Regions from separate parts of the Zea mays genome. Here all the other regions are linked to region 1. The links are chromatin contacts, called in public Hi-C maps. All regions are on one chromosome and are shown on one strand. The core of a region is the stretch at or near the end of the contact, and the rest is flanking DNA. Distances in the headings are between cores, read along the strand shown.

Evidence for each region. Hi-C and Micro-C count contacts between places; a contact is called where the count stands out from the background.
Region 2: a Hi-C map of leaf mesophyll shows a contact between it and region 1, with 3 times the contacts expected there. The contact joins the promoter of LOC100282480 here to the promoter of LOC100384369 in region 1. A contact is called at or near these places in 11 of 25 Hi-C or Micro-C datasets (ear, endosperm, leaf and 5 more) and 1 of 3 datasets of contacts at active chromatin or transcription factors (leaf).
Region 3: a Hi-C map of ear shows a contact between it and region 1, with 2.2 times the contacts expected there. The contact joins the promoter of LOC103643980 here to the promoter of LOC100384369 in region 1. A contact is called at or near these places in 3 of 25 Hi-C or Micro-C datasets (ear, leaf and tassel).

What each region holds. Positions count from the first base shown.
Region 1 is chr1:281,330,951-281,334,855 of Zm-B73-REFERENCE-NAM-5.0, forward strand. LOC100384369 (CwfJ-like family protein) reads left to right here and starts at 2,260. Exons shown (of 8, transcript NM_001357634.1): 1 at 2,260-3,069; 2 at 3,176-3,375; 3 at 3,466-3,666; 4 at 3,741-3,905. The coding sequence starts at 2,721.
Region 2 is chr1:281,155,540-281,159,274 of Zm-B73-REFERENCE-NAM-5.0, forward strand. LOC100282480 (Ribosomal protein S10p/S20e-like) reads right to left here and starts at 1,730. Exons shown (of 2, transcript NM_001155389.2): 1 at 1,550-1,730; 2 at 44-587. The coding sequence starts at 535. The coding sequence ends at 203.
Region 3 is chr1:281,120,244-281,124,272 of Zm-B73-REFERENCE-NAM-5.0, forward strand. LOC103643980 (diphosphomevalonate decarboxylase MVD2, peroxisomal) reads right to left here and starts at 1,482. Exons shown (of 11, transcript XM_008667155.3): 1 at 1,257-1,482; 2 at 870-1,124; 3 at 303-501. The coding sequence starts at 1,448.

The DNA of each region.
Region 1 (3,905 bases), core at 1,010-3,509:
AACCCATGCCCTAATGAAAGAAGGGCGGAAGACACTGGGTGGAATTGTCTAACCAGTAGAACATCATGTTAAGATGTTTTTAATATTGAATATAAATTGTATATAGGTATATACGTTTTTTTGTAAAAAAAAATAATCGTGTCGAGCCGGGCCAGCACTACGGGCCGAGGCTACAGCCCAAGCACGGCACGACGTTCTTGGTTCTTGCAAGCATTAGGTCGTTTCTGAGACCAAATTTGCGCAATGGACTACATGGTGTTTGACGTTGCTGAATTGGATGGAGCAGCAATGATTTGTCACACTAACAGCAAAATGAAAGGTTATTTATTGGTTCTAAACGTTAGTAATTGCTACGAAGTAGCATAATTTATATGGAGCACATCCAATTTTTATTGATGCCTGACTTTAGCAATCACTCCATATTTTGATCTATCTTTTTTATAAGTTTGACTTCATGGGACTTATTTTAGAAACTTGATCTCACAAACTTTCTCTTATTTGGTCTATGTATGATGGAATTATGTCATTTTATAATCTCTGTTCATTCAGTCAATCGTTATGAACTCTTTTCTAATCGCTCACTTCATTGGTCGTGTTGTAACAAAACATATTTGCATGGAGTAAACAATAACATCAGTTAGCCAAATCAAAAAATATATTATACAGAGAGCGGAGACAATCAATAAAAAATCTTGAATTTTTTTGATGGATAGTTTACGTGGGTATTGTTGTAAGCCGTCGCAACGCACGGGCAACTGACTAGTTTATACAAACATGACAGATATACACATATGAAATAACCATGAGTTTGGATTATTGCTTCCTAGACCCATACTCGTTCAATGGGTGAATATTTTGTCCCATATCTATACCCATGTAGACAATTTTTATTCTATAACCATACTCTAAGGGCTTGTTCGGTTAGCTTTCAATCCATGTGAATTAAGTGAGATTAGGTGTGTTTAAATCCTAAACAAGTCAAACCTCTTCTTAATTTTTTCTAATAGGCCTAATAGGAAAATTCCCCACAGGTTATCTGGTAGAGAACATATCTGATGCACATAGAAGATTGGTGCACATGGTGCACATATTAAATTATCACCACTCATTTTAGATCTAACGTCTCTAGTTATTTGGTATATTTTGCTGAGGACACCCTCCAACGTGGTGGTGTGTAGTGGTGGAAGGTGTTATTTGTAAATTGAATGATCAACTAGAAATATTAGATCTAAAATGAGTTGTGATGATTTAATATGTGCACCATGTGCACCAGATATGTCCTCTGTGTGGTATCGGTCCCCCGTTGACGTCTCTAGGGCCCTGTTTGTTTTGGCTTCTGGCAGCTTCTGGCCATCAAAAGCTGCTGCGGACTGCCAAACGCTCAGCTTTCACATAATCAGTTGAGTCGTTGTAACAGTAGGAATCTGTCACTTTCTAGATCCTGAGCCCTATGAATAATTTTATCTTCCTCCACACGTAATCGTAATGATACTTAGATTCTTCCCACAGCCAGATTCTCCTCACAGATATATTTTTAGAAAAGATGGTCAGAAAAAGAAAAAAGCTGAACAACATGCCCTAGGTTCGACTAGAGATGGCAATGGGGACCCGATCCCCGATTCCCCGCGGGGAATTCCTCTATTAGGCCTTGTTCAGTTATTCCCAATACACATAGATTGAATGGGATTGAAAAAAAATTAAGAAGGAGTTTAACTTGTTTGGGATTCAAACCCATCCAATACCACTCAATCCACATGGATTGAGAGCTAACCGAACAAGCCCTTAGGGGATGGGGATGAGGAAATTTCTTCCCCCACGGGGATGTAAATGGGGAAAATTTCTCCCCCGACGGGTAAACGGGGACGGGATGGGGAAGCATTCCTCCCCGCGGGGACCCGTTAAACTTACATATGACGATGTTTTTATATAATAGTTAATAATAGAAATAAAAAATTATCTTGACAAGAGATCAATAGTTGTACAAATGCATTCATTTTAATATACACATAATAATTTTTACATCTAACAATGTGTATAAGTGACAATGTTTTATATTAATAACAAATGAAGTACGATCTAATTATAATTTAAGCGGGTACGGGGATCCCGATGGGGATTTATCTCCGTGGGTAATGGGGATGGGGAAGAAATGTCTCCCGCAAACGTTCGTGGGATCCCGCGAGGAAATTTTTTCGTCACGGGGACGGGATGGGGAGCTAAAACCCGACGGGGAATTTCTCGTTGGTAAAGGGTTCGACAGTTCGCCAACGCCCAGCTTTCTACGTGCTCCGGCCAGCGCCGCCTCGCCCAGCCACCTCCGCGGCTCCGCTCCTCTGCCTCGGCCTCGCGCCCTCTCCCAGCAGCTTCCTCCTGCTCGCCCCTCGCCGTCTCCGGGCGACCGGGCCTGCAGGCGCCGGCGCCTCGCCGCGGCGCCGCCCGGAGCGGCAGCTCCTCGGCCGGCTCCCCTCAGCGGCACTTTGGCACGGCACTTCCGCAGGGCCCAGGTCCCAGCGACAGCCGACAGGCTCACAGGCAACACCCCTTCAGGCCTCAGGAGCTGTCTCAAGCCTACAGCCGTTCCGCCTCGCTCTTGTATCTGACGGTCTGACCCTACCCTATCTCTGAGGAGGTCGAATCTGGCCTGCCCTTCTCTCTCTTTCTCCTACGATCCTTTCTCTCAGTCCAACGAAACCCTCGGAGGCACGGTTCGGTTCGACGACATGCTGTCTGGCGTGAAGCTGGTTCCGCGAGACCAGATCCAGTCTGATCAGAAGCGTAGGGGTGACCAGGGCTCCGATTCCGACTCCTCCGACGGCAAGAGGCCGTGGAAGCACAGTAAAAGAGGGCGGGACAAGAAAGAGAAGAAGAGACGAAGCAGCCGGCGGCAGCGGAGGCGGAGCAAGAGGTACTCGTCGGAAGATTCTTTGGGGTCAGACACCGACGATTCAATCGGAGAGGAAGAGGAGGATGATGTCAGTCGGAGCAAGCGTCGCGGGAAGGACAGGAGGCGGCGACGCAACTTCTCTGACGACGATGATTCCGAATCCGGCGAATCTGACCGGGGAAGAGGTAAATAAACTAGTACAAAATTTGGTCAGCATTTGTTCTTCTGTTGTAATTTTGATAAGCTTGGATATCTTTATCTGATCATATGAGGTATTGCCATTTGTTACAGCCTCTCGCAGGGGGAAGCAGAGACGTGATGACGAGGATGAGGAGGAAGAGACTGAAGGTGATGGGCTTAGGGCAAGTGAGGTGGTCAGGAGGGAGATGGGGCTTGAATGGATGCTCAAGCCAGCAAGCAGCAGCCAAACTGAGGGCACCGGTGTTCGTAAGGTTGATAATGTCGAGAAGGATGAATCTGCACATGAAGAGGTAATGACAATGCACCATCTTGCATGTGATTGCCCTGACTGTTTTTGTCGATAAGCTGTAGTAATCCGCCTTTTGCTTGACTGTTGATAGATTATGAGACCGAACCCAAAGGAACTTAACCCATACCTTAAAGATAATGGAACCGGATACCCAGAAGAATCAACCCCATCAAATGCTGGCAGTCAGTTGCTTGCATCCTCTGTTGTGGGTGATGGAGGTGCCAGCTGGAGACTTAAAGCTTTGAAGCGTGCAAAGGAGCAAGCTGCTCGCGAAGGAAGAAAACTTGAGGAGGTATGCAATTATTCTCAGTAACCAATTCATTTTTTTATTTCTCATTAAATTTTGTGACTATTCAATTTCTATAGGTTGTTGAAGAGAGATGGAGCTCATTAGGCGACTTAGCTGTTTCAGTATCAGCATCAAGAGCTGCCCATTCACATGCTCATTTGCATGCCATTAGAGGCAGAAAATCTGGTAATGCTGACAACTCAGAAGAACGTGTTAAAAGAAATCCAGAGGGTCAGCTGGAT
Region 2 (3,735 bases), core at 480-2,979, 180 kb before region 1:
GGAAACAGTACAACCATAAAGTTTTGTGAATCAAGTCATATCATGCTGCATTTTCTTGACTAGTGATCTGTCAAGGTAATGAAGACTTAGCAGGTACATTTTTTTTCAAAAGCCATCAAAATAAGCATGTCTTCATAACATATGAAATGTCGATGGATACAAGTCACTTCAAACATTCAGGACGGTAAGGAAGATCTGAGAGTCAGCAAGGAGCTTGGGACCTTAGGCTCGCCATATCGAGACGTGTCTTGAAAGAAATTTGGATTTCATACTGAGCCCCAGGTATCCGCAGGCGTTTTAACCAGAAGAACTTCCTGTGAAGTTCGTGTGGTTTGGCTGTCTGTTCCACAAACTGTTTCTTGACATGCATCGAGAATTGTTCCCTGGACTTCTTATCGATATGAGGTGACCGCAACACGGTGTACAGGGCTCGTGATTCAGGTAGTCCAATCTTCTTTGTGAATGGCATAAGCCCTGAGACCTGGTTGCTTTGGCTCATAAAAGACTTCATCACTACGCGTATCTTTGCAGACATGACTCTACAGCGAAGCAGAACCTTTTGTCACTGTTTGCAAATACCAAGACACCTGGAGATGGTAAAAACTAGCACTGTCATGTAACCATCAAGTAACACAGACATCAAGTAAACAAAATCTGAAGCAGTTTAGAAAATTAACCTTGCTGTGACAAGGCAATAACTTTATGATGTTTGAGAAAAATATTCATCACTAATAGAGTAGCAGAAACACAGGGAAGGAAACATATATACAGCGACTACTTATACTAAAAGGCTCAGTGCATGGACCGCATATCAATTCGTGTAAAGTATGATGCTCAGCTACACCATATCAGGCTCATAAAAAACAGAAACGATCCTTCTTTTTCATTTCTAAAATGGAGTCAGGCTCATGGTAGACAAATGATGGTCCGTATATGTATGGTGATAAAAGTAACGAGGGTACATGGCTTTAGTTGATATAGAGGTGACTGGCAATAAAACAACAAACACAATACTATTTTCTTTTTTTTCAAATGGGAGGGCGTAAATGAACACGTGAGGAAGGATAACATGTTGACAAATAAAATATGATTTGTTGCAAAAATTAGTAAATACTAAAGAACAGAAGAAATATGTCGGGCATCACTCGCCTTAAAAAGGTTAACACCGAAGTAAAGACCAGCAACTTTGATCGCACAAAGAATTGCAAAGCATATTGCCTTCTGAAATGTACTGAGAAATAATGCTAAAACTACAAGTATGAACTGTTTCTCAAGAAGCCAGGAAACTTAATAATCAACCATCTCATGCTAATGAACAAGTGTGAACGGTTCCTCTCAAGCAGGAACAGATCAGGTACAGGACATGGGTGCAGGGGCGGCCCAGTAAAGGACAAGGATGTATGTACACCCGGTAATTTTTTTTGAAGGCATAGTACAGGTATACACTTGCAATTAGACCAGATCCCATTACGAATAGCCAAATAGCCTAGGTTAGCCTTTGGGTGCTCCGTTTCGCACAACATGAAGGGAAGAGAATGGGTGGCCATGCCTGGTGGCTGCTCGTTGCCGGAGAAGAACCGGACGAAAATCTGGGCATCTGGTGTAGCCTTGTAGGGCGGAGGCGGAAGCAGCGATGCAGCAGGTGAGAGAACGGCGGCCGCGGCGATAGCCTAGCGCCTCCTAGCCCAGTCGGAGCCTTCTCCCTGAACATGGGCCGTTCCTTTTTCAAACAATTTTTTTTAGACCTTGTTCGGCATGCGGATTAAATAGAATTGAAAAAAATTATAAAAGATTTCGACTTTTTAAATTGAAATCCACCGCATCCTACCCAATCCACATGAATCGGAAGCAAAACGAACAAACCCTTAGACCTTGTTCGTTTACGTCGGAATGCACCCAAAATCGTTTTACCTAATCAAAGTTTATATAAATTAGAGAAACAATCCGGTTAGTAATCATTCCGACCCACCAATCCGACACAAACGAACAAGACCTTATAGTTTTTCTTCAATCTTTCCTTCTTTTAAAATCGTTCTTCTAACTAATTTGCAATTACTAATTCATGGAACACTGCAAATGGATACTGGAATATTGGTTTTAACCTAGTGGAGTCATAATAATGTTTATCAGAAAGGGTGAGCACACTAAAAATCGCATAGAGGGGTGAATAGAAGTGTCGCATCCGGGTTTTAGGGGTCCAAAACTCGGACGCGAAATAAACATCAGGTATGCTGAGACCAAGTCTCACAAATATGATAAATAGTGGTACAGAAATGAATGTCACATCTTTACTATATAATAGGAGTTCTATACAAAATAAATAAATAATGCATCAAAAGGAGACAACGATCCAACAACCCAAAGTTGACTGGGAGACGACGACCTAAACCTCTCACGAACTTATCACAGCATCCTCCATGCGCCTCATCCTGTGGTACCTGTTCTTGACCTGTGGGGGAGGGTGTGAGACAGCAAGAGTGAGCTCACATAAGTTCATTGCTCAACAAGTTGTGAGGAATAATGTGCATGAACTCACTAAAGGTGAGAATTCACGTGAAGTGTAAGGCTTACCAAAGAGAATGGTTGAAGCTGAGCGTTGCTTTTAAAGTTGGTCAAAATTTTATTAGCAATTACTAAGTATAAGTAAATATCAACCAAATTAAATAGTAGAACAAAAGTAATAACAACACCTGGGTTACCCATTTGCCACGGGTTGATCGGATACCATACACCTCTACCAAGAAAGCGGGGCAGAGTTCCACTACGAGGCCTTTACAAAGTTCCACTAGCTTCAGAAAACCCGCTATATTTTATAGGAAGCTCCAGTACAGGAATCCCTCGCCTGACCACCATCGCAGCAAAATCAACCTAAGGACCTCCCTGACCACTCCCCTACTGCTCTTGCCCCTTTCGGGTAAGGTAGTCCTTCACTAGCTTTTCTAGTTAGCTAGCCATGGGGTCTCATTCCTCCCTTGTGGTAGCACTGTTTTCCCTGGTGGTCGCTCCATATTCCAATTAACATAATGATCTTGACATGAACATAAATAAAATAACAAGATAATTGGAACAAGGATATAATGAAATATTATCCCAAAACCATATAAAGCAATAGCAAAACTACCCAAATGATTCAGGGGTAAACAAGGTAAAAGATAATCAAATTGGGGTAACCTATTGGGTCCAATCAAAATTAACCTATGCAGATCATTATGATTAATAAGAACGTGATTGGGTAAAAAGAAGTGATCAAGGGCACAACTTGTCTGGGACTTGAGATTCTAGGTACCAACTTGCTCTTCAGGTGACACGTGTCCTCACTGCTAAACGTAGCAATATAGACAAACATGGTATAGGAAAAATTAACATCACATCAAACATGAATACAAAAAACATATTAAAATGAGATCACAAGAATAGGAATCATTAATTTTGGAGTTATGGATTTTAAGTTATGAATTTCCAAAGGTTTCATGTGTTTGATACAAGATTAATTAAGAGATAAATTTTAACGTGGCTTTCATGTCAAAACAGTGGCACTATTTGATAAACAATAATATTATAAAATAATAGGAACTGGAATGGATTAATTTGGACTTAAGATGAATTTTATATGAATTAAATGAGTTTCTGGAATTATTTATATATAAAAAACAATTTCCTAAATCATTTTGTCGGGGACCATAATTAGGGGTACCCCAAGACTCCTAATCTCAGCTGGTAACCCCCATCAGTACA
Region 3 (4,029 bases), core at 232-2,731, 210 kb before region 1:
ACAAAATGAAAAAAAGAAACTAGAAAAATACTACATCTGCTCCTAATAAGTTGTTTTGATGCCTCTGCAGTCACAATTTCCAACTTGAGCTCCAAATTGGTAAAAAGAATCAGATTGGCCACACGACAACAGCACTAGTAAAATTGCTGTGAACTTTTAAAACATTTTCATGTTGTAGTTTTTGCTAATACAACAGACCAACAAACAGTCAAATCATTGTAAGGATAGCCAGAAGTCATGACAACTTATATTGAGAACATAGGGAAACAATCAGATTATGATGATAGCAGAAGAAACTTTACCGAAACAGGCAAGGCCAGCAGCCGAAGAGGCCAAACCAGCAGCAGTGGGGAAGTTGTTGTACGAGGCTATGTGAACATGCAACTTGTCCCAGTCCTCTTTCTTGATCTTGACGCCCTTCTCCTTGTCCTCAAAGTCACGAGCACGCTTTCTGATTTCTCTGAGGCAGCTCTGAAACCTTCCTCCTAATAGCGAGATCTCCTGCTCAATCATCCAAACCAAATACCAAGGTAATCAAGAGGACCATCGTTTCGAATTTATACCATTTATCGCCAAATCAAAGTCCTATATACTAGAATTCTTTATCTGCCACTTAGTCAACGTCCAGATTCCAGAGTGACACGTAAAAAACAAAAGGCATGTAGTGCTGATTTGGTGGGCATGGAAATGGAGGGCATCCATGGGGCAGGAATCCCCTCGCTATTCAAAATTAAATAGTGATGAGATTCCTCCGTCATGGACCATCCATTTACCTGTTTTTTCCCTCCCTAATGAACAGACCACGGAGGTGACGAAGCAGCGGTAGAGACAAATTAGCGAGCAGAGAAGGGGTACTGGCGATGACACACCTTGCCATTGAGCCACATGCGGTCGGAAGGGAATGAGGGGCTGACGGCGACAGTGGTGGTGGCGGAGAGATGGTCAGGGTCGAGCGTTACGCTGATGCTGTCGTTGATGGGGAGGATGAGCGCCTCGTCCCGCTTCCCCCAGTACTTGATCACCGCAATGTTAGTCGGCGTCCGCCCCGTTGCCATGAGCACCCACTGCCCCTCCGCCGCCGCCATTGGATCTCTCGCTTCGCGCTGCTCTACGCCCGATAATTCCTTGCCAAAAAGGGAAGTTAGTAGGCATAATACATGCATACGATTACACTAGTGATTAGATCAGATCCGAATACAGAACAGCTTAAATTGGGTTCGGGTGCTCAGTTTTGCACAGAAGAAGGGCGGGCATACCTGCTGTGGCGTGTGCTCGTCTCCGGCAAAGGGTCCGTCCGACCTGGGCAGCAGGGCGTAGAATGGCGGCGGGCGTGTTCGGCTGCTCGGATGAACTGAGGTTAGGCCTGGGCCTGACTCCGTTAATGCAGAAAACGACCGAATTGAGTGTGAACTAGAATGGTCGTGAATACTGTTTCCCCTATTTTCCATGGATGTTTTAGCAAGCTGATGTAATCAAGGACATACAGTGGCTGGCCTAGAATTTAGAGGTGGGTATTCAAAATTTTTTATAGGATGATTTTTAGAAGATTAAAACATATATATCGACATATATATTTAATTATATATATGTATAGCATATGATTAAACACACACTATGGTCATAACTGATTCAATAACTAGTCTACTAAACTCAAATTTCATACAACTATTTTAAAAGTTTTAAATCGAAATGTATATGTTGGTGGTTGCTCATTTGTTAGCGGGCTACTTGTGTTCTTTGGCATTTTCTAATCACTAATGCTCCATATGCAGCCTAGTACTGCAAGCAGTAAAGTAGGGGAGGTCAGGTCGGGTGACCACTAGCTAGGTAGGTTTGGACATTGGCACGATGAGACCTTGCCCCTGGTTGTCTGTCCTAGCATACGGTAACGCCCTGACTACGATGGATTGAAGCCTCGGACGACGGACGACATACGACGCAACAACGAGGCCAGTTGCAACACAATGACAATTAGTCGATCAAGTCTAGGCACCTTGCTGCACCGTGGAGCCACAATGTCTCAACGGAGGTGCTGGTGTCTCCATGGCACGTGGGGCTACAAGATGTGACCACGACTTGGTGGTTGGTGCATCTGGTGGTTCTGCCATGGTGCGACTACAATAGGGTTTGGGGATTTTTTTTGTCGTGAGGTACTGAGGTGGGCTTTGTCGCTCCGTTGGGCTTCATGGTCCACGACAAACGATTGAATTAGTTAGGTATGAGAGGTAGGAACGAGATATTTTAGTCCAAATTAATAGATTCCTTTATTTATTTGATTCGTTTTTATTTTCCATGCATATACACTATATTTATGTATATATATTGAAGTTCTTTTGCTGAAAATAATGGGTATTCATTTGAATACCGTTGAATCATGCAATGGGGCCCGCCCCTGAGGACATATCTGATTAAGTTACTGTTTTATGATTAATCATGTTGTAGTCAATTGCTGCTGCATTAGATTTCCTTAGTATCATCAGATTAGCAAATTTATGTGCAACTAAGATATGCCAAAACAAAAACTCATGTCAACTTGCAGTTATATTACCATTTTTATGCAGTGGCGGAGCTCCGTAAAAATAACGCCCTGGGCCACTTTACAAATATAACGATATACTACTCGTCTTTTAATTTTTCGCACTTTAGGAATAGTAACATTTAAAACAATCCAATGGAACTTTTAATTTTTCGCACTTTAGGGTAGTAACATTTAAAACAATCCAATGGAGTTGTGGCAGATAGGGAAATAGAATCAGGCGTTCGGGAACAATTATTCACAGTAGAGGAGAAGCACTCAGCACACAGCGCTTGCCGCTCAGGTGGTCGCTGCCCATTAGCCAGGGAGGCGCTCCGCCCTCGCCTATGAATAAGAAAAGAAAAGAAATTAGGTTGAGGAAGTTGTATAGTTTGGAGAATATGTAATGGCAGGGGTAGATTTGGGCGGTGGCGCGGCGCCAGTGTAGGGCGCGCGCGTCATTGCTACAGGGACGATAGAGGCGAACTGGTGGAGGTGGAGGCCGAACTGGAGGTGGAAGATGCCTGAGTCAGATCCCGCCCAGCCGCCTCGGAGGTTGCTGCCTTGTGCCCTTGTCGAATTTATAGAGCCTAAAGGCGTGGAGAACGATAGAGGACTGAATGGAGGCGGCCACGCCGCTGGCAACATAGGAAACGCAGCCGCGCATGTTTGCGAAATAATTGAAAGAGTCTATGTTCTCGTGACTTGAGCGACTGAGGGAGGCCGCCAGCACCAGGCTCAATCGGTGCAAGCAGGAGGTCTTTTGGGCCACATTTTTAGGCTAAAATGTATTTTGGTCTAGATGTTTTGGTTGAAAAAGATATATATATATATATATATATATATATATATATATATATATATATATATATATATATATATATATATATATATATATATATATATATACTAGGTATGTGCCCGTGCGATGCGACGGCAAATAAATTATTCGATAAATATTAGTGTACAACGATTACATTGATGTTTGTGTGTTGCTATGGTTTCTATATATCACATAGGTAGATCGATAGTTGTTTAAACACTTATCTTTGGCTTTGCTTAGTGAGTCCCAAATTATCAATGGTTGGTATCAAACATTTTTTATCTTGTAATCAGCAAACAACATTACAGATGCAAAATGAAATGTAGAAGGTACACAAAATTAAGTGGCAGCATACAAAACATCCGCCTTAGGATCATTGTAGCTCTTAACCAAAACAGCTCCACAACATGTGGTTCCATGATTACATTAGACGAATCAGGTGCACATTCAAGAAATAAAATCAAGGACTGTTCAGGAACAATGGGTAACAGTAAATTTTGAATTACGCGCAAACAAGGAACAATGCAAAAATTAAATTTCACATTTGTCACACTCCTTCGGTTCCCCAATTTTATTGGCAACTTACTCCTGCTTTGGTTCATCACATTTCACATCTGAACCAACAACTACATGATAACAAAACCAGCATCAAATGTTGCCCCTCGAAATCGAACAGCAGAACCAAAGCAAT